Regions from separate parts of the Zea mays genome. Here region 1 is linked to region 2. The links are chromatin contacts, called in public Hi-C maps. All regions are on one chromosome and are shown on one strand. The core of a region is the stretch at or near the end of the contact, and the rest is flanking DNA. Distances in the headings are between cores, read along the strand shown. Region 1 holds the start of LOC100283515 (caltractin). Region 2 holds the start of LOC100277026.

The links. A called contact is a pair of places that touch in the nucleus more often than the background predicts.
Region 1: a contact with region 2 is called in a Hi-C map of leaf, with 5 times the contacts expected there. The contact joins the promoter of LOC100283515 here to the promoter of LOC100277026 in region 2. A contact is called at or near these places in 3 of 25 Hi-C or Micro-C datasets (ear, leaf and tassel).

The regions. Positions count from the first base shown.
Region 1 is chr5:38,816,272-38,819,684 of Zm-B73-REFERENCE-NAM-5.0, forward strand. LOC100283515 (caltractin) reads left to right here and starts at 1,771. Exons shown (of 6, transcript NM_001156415.2): 1 at 1,771-1,957; 2 at 2,609-2,753; 3 at 2,862-2,898; 4 at 3,008-3,035; 5 at 3,161-3,313. The coding sequence starts at 1,955.
Region 2 is chr5:38,683,427-38,686,977 of Zm-B73-REFERENCE-NAM-5.0, forward strand. It overlaps LOC100277026, which reads left to right and starts at 2,160. Exons shown (of 2, transcript NM_001150699.2): 1 at 2,160-2,362; 2 at 2,512-3,015. The coding sequence starts at 2,221. The coding sequence ends at 2,858.

The DNA of each region.
Region 1 (3,413 bases), core at 521-3,020, 130 kb after region 2:
GGCGCAACAGGAAGCTCCGCCTCGCCCGACCTCAGGCTCCAGCCTCGGGAGGAGGTCTCTGCCTCGCCCGACCTCAGGCTCCGGCCTCGGGAGGAGGTCTCCGCCTCGCCCGACCCCCAGACTCGGCCTCAACCTCGGTCTCGGGAGGAATCACGTCCTCGCCCGACCCCGGCCTCGGCCTCAAGAGAAGTCTCCGCCTCGCCCAACCTTGGGCTCGGACCGACCACGCCAACAGGGGATACATCATTACCCTATTCCTAGCCTGCTCAGGCTACAAGGAACAAGACCGGCGTTCCATCTGGCTTACCCCGGTGACGGGTAATGATGGTGCCCCGCGTGCACCATGACGCTGGTGGCTCTCAGCCCCTTACAGCAGCAAGGAGACATCAGCAGGATCCTTGCCGCACTGCCAGCTGTGCTCCTACAGGACTCAGGCGCTCCTCCGACGGCCACGCTATCACGTGTACAGGGCCCAAGCTCTCCCCCGACAGCCACGTTGGCATGTACGCAGGGCTTAGGCACTCCTCTGCCGGACACGTTAGTGCATAGCTACGCCCCCCGTTGTACGTCTGGACCCTCTCCTTGCGTCTATAAAAGGGAGGTCCAGGGCCATCATGAGGGGGGTTCACGCGGGGGAAGGAGCGGACGAACGGGCTCCCACTCTGTATCTCTCTCTCTCCCTCACGCGACGCACTTGTAACCCCTACTACGAGCGACACCCCTGGTGTAGGATAATACGAGGCTTGTCCCACCTCTTGTGTTCCATCCCGCGCCAACCCATCTGGGTAGGGGCACGCAGCGATTTCACTCGTCGGTCCAGGGACCCCCCGAGTCCGAAACGCCGATAGTACTACTCGGCAAATACCCGAATATTTCGGTGTCCATTTATTTATTAGAGGGAGCATGTAGCTAGCCATGTATTAATAATAATCCTTAGCGAGGTTGGTATGTTGCTCGTCGAAGCCACATCCAACCATCTCAACTCCTTTTAAACATGGGTTTCGCGGGTTGTGCGTCACACGCGAAGCGCACATATCTGTTTTTTTCTCCATATCTCGTCTAACAACTAGATTAAATAAATCTTACCTATTTTGCATGAGCAACACACCATGCAACCACGGTTAAAAACTTTGGTTTTTTAAACATCACTTTGGTTTTTCGGTTTTGAGAAACTGTGATTTTACGGACATTAGAAACCGTTCGGTTTGCTAGAAAATGAAAAACCGAGAAGTTCGGTTTCGCTTTCTTTTTTTACTTTGGTTTTTCGCTAAAAACCGAACACCAAACTTGGTTATAAGACAATGTATACAACAAGTTTACATGATAGATTACACACGATTGTAAAAAGTAAAAAATATATATATATACAAGAATTTAGAGATACATCATATAAAAATAAGTGAATAACAATTTTGTTACGTCACACATTTAGTTCATGTAATCAAATAGTCTAATTTCACAATTAATAAAGTTTGGTATTTCTGTTTTTTTATATTTCGGTTCAGTATAGGATAAAAATCGATTACGATATTAAATACTGAACTTCATAGATAAAAAACAGAAATCAACCGACCTAACAAAAAAAACTAAATTTTAGATACGGATGAAAAAGTGCCCACTCCTGTGCTGGAAGGACACCGTGGGCGGCTTCCTTGTAGCTGCAACGCACCCCGTGTGGGCCGTGGGCACGTCCCGTCGCTGTCTCTCTCCTATCCTTCGCTTGTCAAAACCTTTATTTTACGTCGCTGTCCTCTTCTCCTTGACGAGTAGCGAAAGTGCCAGAAACCATTATTCTTCCATACGCCTTTTCTGCTGCCGCTGCATCTTCCACTCGCGTCAAGAAACGAAACCCAGCTGCACCAGCAACTTCTGCCAGCAGACCCAACGACCGAAGCTTTTTTTTTCTTTCTTTTCATCGCCGCCGCTCGGGGTTCAAGGTTCAGCGCGTCCCCGAATGGTACGTGACTCTCGCTCGCCGACGGCCTGATGGGAGTGATCTCCTCTGCTTTTCTCAACTCTTAGATTAGACCCTGCTTTGCTCTACTTGAGTTTAGCTATTGGTTTAAGTGGATCAATCGTGCTGGTCGTTCCTTCCATGAGAATCTGCTTCAGTTCCTCATGAGCAAGACTAGTTGGATGCTGCGACGAGATGTTTGGTTGCCTTTTGCCGCTAGTCCCTCCCTTCTCGTGATTCCTGAAGCTCAACCATGCATGTCATTCAGGCTCCGTTATATTATATATAGATAATTGATCTTATTACTTGCTGGGTTATCCTAGAGACTGGGTTCTAGATACTCGTGTGTATCATCAGTTTAAGTTGCACTTCACTTGTTTTCTGATGAAAACAGAGGAACCTCTCATCATTGTGGTTGTAAGCACCTGCTCTGACAGACCACAACAGAACGGCGTAATTTTGTTTTCTTCAGAGTTGATTACCAAATCGTGGCAAAGCCAAAGCCCGTCTGTTCTTGCTCTCGATGATTTGGGACGCTGCCATACATATGAGTCGGATCGGAAGCGGCGGCACCGTGATTTCGTCGTCCCTGTAAAAAAAGAACCATTTTTTCTCCTCTCTCTCTGAAAACTGAACGTTGTTGGTGTGGCGCAGACGGGCACGTACGAGGCCTCCGACCGTCCTCCTCCTCCCAACTCCGCCGGCTACCGGACCGACAAAGTCCGGCGAAAGCGGCTGACGGCGCAGAAGAGGAAAGAGATCAAGGAGGCGTTCGACCTCTTCGACATCGACGGCTCCGGTCGGTGACGTGCTAGTGATGTAGCGTTTATATATACAAACACATGCGCATGTGTTCGCCCATGGCGGCCGCTGTGACTTTCACCTTTCACCTGCTTGCATCCTCCAGGCACCATCGATGCAAGGGAGCTGAACGTCGCGATGAGGTATATATGCGACCTCGCGCTCTCCGTCCGAGCTTCCATTCTACTACAAAGGTCGCCAGGAGTTTGTTAGCTAATGCGTGCGCGTGCTGCATCCTACTATGTTTTGCAGAGCCCTTGGATTCGAGATGACACCGGAGGTACGTACGCGTGACGTGTGCCAATGGCGACGACAACGTAAATGGCTCCTTAGTTGTAGGGTGCGTGCGCGTGTGTGGTGATGATCTGCATGGATGATATGTATGGCATGGCATCGCATCCGCAGCAAATCGGGCAGATGATCGCGGAGGTGGACAAGGACGGCAGCGGCACCATCGACTTCGACGAGTTCGTGCACATGATGACGGACAAGATGGGCGAGCGGGACGCCCGGGACGAGCTCCACAAGGCGTTCCGCATCATCGACCAGGACGCCAACGTACGCTACGCAAACCGACTGCGACCAACGACGACGACGGCAGATAGATAGATAGATACATCGACCGATGACGATGACATGCTATATATATGCTATCGAT
Region 2 (3,551 bases), core at 910-3,409:
GCTGGACTTGACTATTATTTTATGTCTGCTTATTGGGTTTTTTTGGGAGGGGGGTTGGGGGGGTCTTTCATGCTTGTTATTATTTACTTGTGCTTCAGTCATAAGATTTGGATTTGTAGTCATTCCTTCTACCTGTAAAGATGCCAGTATTTTTGTTTAGCCATGTGTTTTGCAAGCTGCTCATAACATGGAATGGTTTTACATTCTAGGATTTCTATTGCTTGCAGATAGGTTACTGGCTGCACTTGTTTGTGAATACTTGGAGTGACCACAACTAAGTCACACAATGAAACTTTACTTTCCAGAGTGTAACCTGGTAACTGGTGACCATTCATAATATTTCATTTTTACATTTTGGATATCTATATCCATTCATATGTTTCCCTATTTTATTTGTAAATCAGCCGGACTTCTAATAGAATGAACTGAAAGACTTCTCTAACAAAAGTGGAGCTGAGGGGAGCAAGAGTGCTAAAAGTGGTCCAATGTTTTTAGATGTTCTCGAATGTTATCTGAAATATGAGGTTTATCTCTTGCTTGATCAACAATAGAAGCAAAAAATCATCCTTTTGTTTATTTATGTTTCCCAATATAAAGGAAAAAGGGGAAATATTTTGGTGCAGTGTGCCCAATTCTTTTGTCCCTAGAAAACTGTGTAGCCGCCTATAACAGGCGCTATAGTCAGTTTTAGCTATTTTAGACACCACTACTATTTGTACACACATTTCTATTATCCTATTTTAGCCTGCTATATCCATGTATGAGCCTTATGGGAACTCTGCAACTACTATGGATCCTCTTATACATTATGTTCGACATGCAGACAAGGTATTATATTGAGTTGGACCAATAATCCTTCATATTTATTGATGTGAATTATGTTGTACTGGTGTCCTGTCCTTTTGTTTGTGCTTTATAATTTGTAATTCCTAGCTGCTGATATGGTATGATGGATGGGAGGTGGCTGAAATCGTTCGGATAAGTGTCAATTTGTTGTTTTCTATTTTTATGAATGGTTTTCTATTTCAGCTGATGAACCTTTTATAGTTCTTTTATTATATACTGCCACTGATTGCTAATAGGGTGCATGTCTCCTATTTCTAGGTATGGTGCATAAAAAAGTAGGAACCACAATGAGATTGTGATGCTGCACATGGCACATCAAGGTGCGCAAGATATGTACCATAGAAATTATCGTAAAGTGCACACAGCTGTATGTATAGATGTTTAGAAGTGACCGAAGTTAGGCTTGCTCAACCGGGGCAATGATTTACTTAGCCTGCTGAAATGTACTATAGGTAGCATTCAAGTTTGTGACCATCATGCAAGTACATGTGGGTTTGTTGAAATTGTGTGGTCATCGGAGATGTAGCAAAATGTTCCCTATCGAGAGCTCGTGTACTATATTTGTTTTATGAACTTAATTTTGTTGATGTAGGACTATTACAAAGTTCTAGAGACAACTTAATTTTTATTACAACATAATATGTGGTCATACATATGTTAATGTTGCAATATTTTTTCCGTTGCAACGCACGGGTATTTACCTAGTACTTGTCATATGTATTTATTTTTGACAGAGATGATGTCATGTTCATCCATCCAATGCAGTCACCCGTGAAATCTGCTAATGCCGCTAGCTGCATCCTTCACATGTGTTTGTCCCAACTCAGGTTCCCTGCCCCCTGACAAATTGTTCTGCTGTCTCCAAAGATTCAGTCTTGGTCCCCATGCCGTGCAGAAGGCTGCCCAAAAATGTTTCCTGTTTCCTAGTTCAAAGCTTGTCCAGATTGACTACAAAATACTAGTTAGGTTTCGAGGTAAAGCTTGGTTTGTTGGCTGTGGCTTGTTACTGTTTTATTCGGAGTGCGACTTTTATAGTATTTTGCCTCTATAAATTACAGTGTTTAAACAGCACAGCTGCAGTACTGCCAGCCAGCCGAACAGGAAAGCGGTGCACACTGACTCCGAATCATAATAGCACGGCTCCAAATGTTGGTAGCAGGTGTGCAGAAATTATCCAAGTGCAGGGGCATCTCCTGTGACAAATCGACACTGTATTATCTAATTCAATGCACTGTCCTTTGTATTTACTAGCACCCCTGCCTTTCCAGTTCAGCCTGCCTGCCCAACAGTGTATACGGCTGCTCCTCGTAGATACTAGTACTTGGTGATCCGTTTCACATCGCCATGGTCTGCTCTTAGCTGAGCTGTCCATCCATGACTTGCTCTTGCTCTCAACCATTTGCGCAGTGTAGCTTTCCCCCCCCCTGTTTCCGCCGGTGCGAGATTTCAGATGACGAAGAAGAGTTGCTGTGGGACACGGACAACTGCTTGCGCTGCCCACCAGGACCAACCCAAGGTGATCTCGGTATACCCTACCCATTCAGATTTCAGAAGCTCTGTACAAACCTTAACCATGCCCCATCATCTTTTTTTCTCTCACATCTACTGATCTACATGCTGCGCAACTCAAGCCTGAACCTGAACTGCTGCCGATTCTCATGCCAGATCAGGGGAGGGGAGTATCTGGCCACGCAACGAAACGTAGACAGAGCAGCAGTCCAGGCCCAAACGCTCCTCCGAAGAAGCCGACATGGAAGAGGTTTCTGTCCATGTTTCAGAACAAGGTGAAGCACAAACCCAGCAGCCTGAAGCAGAAGCGGCCCAGCAGCGCAATGCTGCAAGAGTGCGCCAGTCTGGTCCGCGTGGTCCGGCGCACGGCGGCAGAGTGCTTTGCGCCTGCGGTTGCTGGCGGGGACGAAGTCGACGAACTGCCCTGTTATTACATGCAGCTTGACCAGGTGAGCTACGGGGTCAGACGGGAGGCCTACGGTCCCATCTACCTGGTCACGTAGACGACTGGGACTGAAGTATCTGTTCCATTTCATGTGCTGTTGTCTTGTCTCGGTTGCCTGTCCGTGTTCGTCATGGCAATCTTCTTGGTTGCCGGACAATATCATATATCTTCAGAAATGCTGCTACCATGCGTGTGCAATAAAGTGATCTTCTGACTGAACTGAAAGACAGGAGGCTAGCAGCCACAGGTTTCTCTAGTGTAAAATCTCGCCACAGCTGTGGTATCAGGAGTTTGGCGCCACCATAGCTTGACGTGTTGTGTCTGGGAAGCGCTGTATAATGCATTCCTGGCTTTTCTCCAACAGCCTAGACAAACGGCCACGTAGAGCAGAAATACCTCTTCCACGGCACTGTAGCATGATCAATAAATAATGCATACGAAGTACAATTTACGCTTCAGGAAAGAATTGAACCAAAAATGAATACCACCCTCCTTTTTCGAGGCATCCAGCCACAAAGTAACGACCGCTTCCTAGAACCTACAAACCCATTCTAGAAAATGCCCACAAACCAACCGTCAGAGCGAAAGAGAGGTCAATTTGCGTCGGTTGTTGCACATCCAACTGTTTTACATGCCGCCGCACAAGCACTGTACAAGACCGAGGCGGATTTAGGGGGTCTGCGGTGGTCAGCTGACTCCAATCTCTACTACTACATAAGTATGTAGTGTAGACGTCCACAACCAGTGGTGC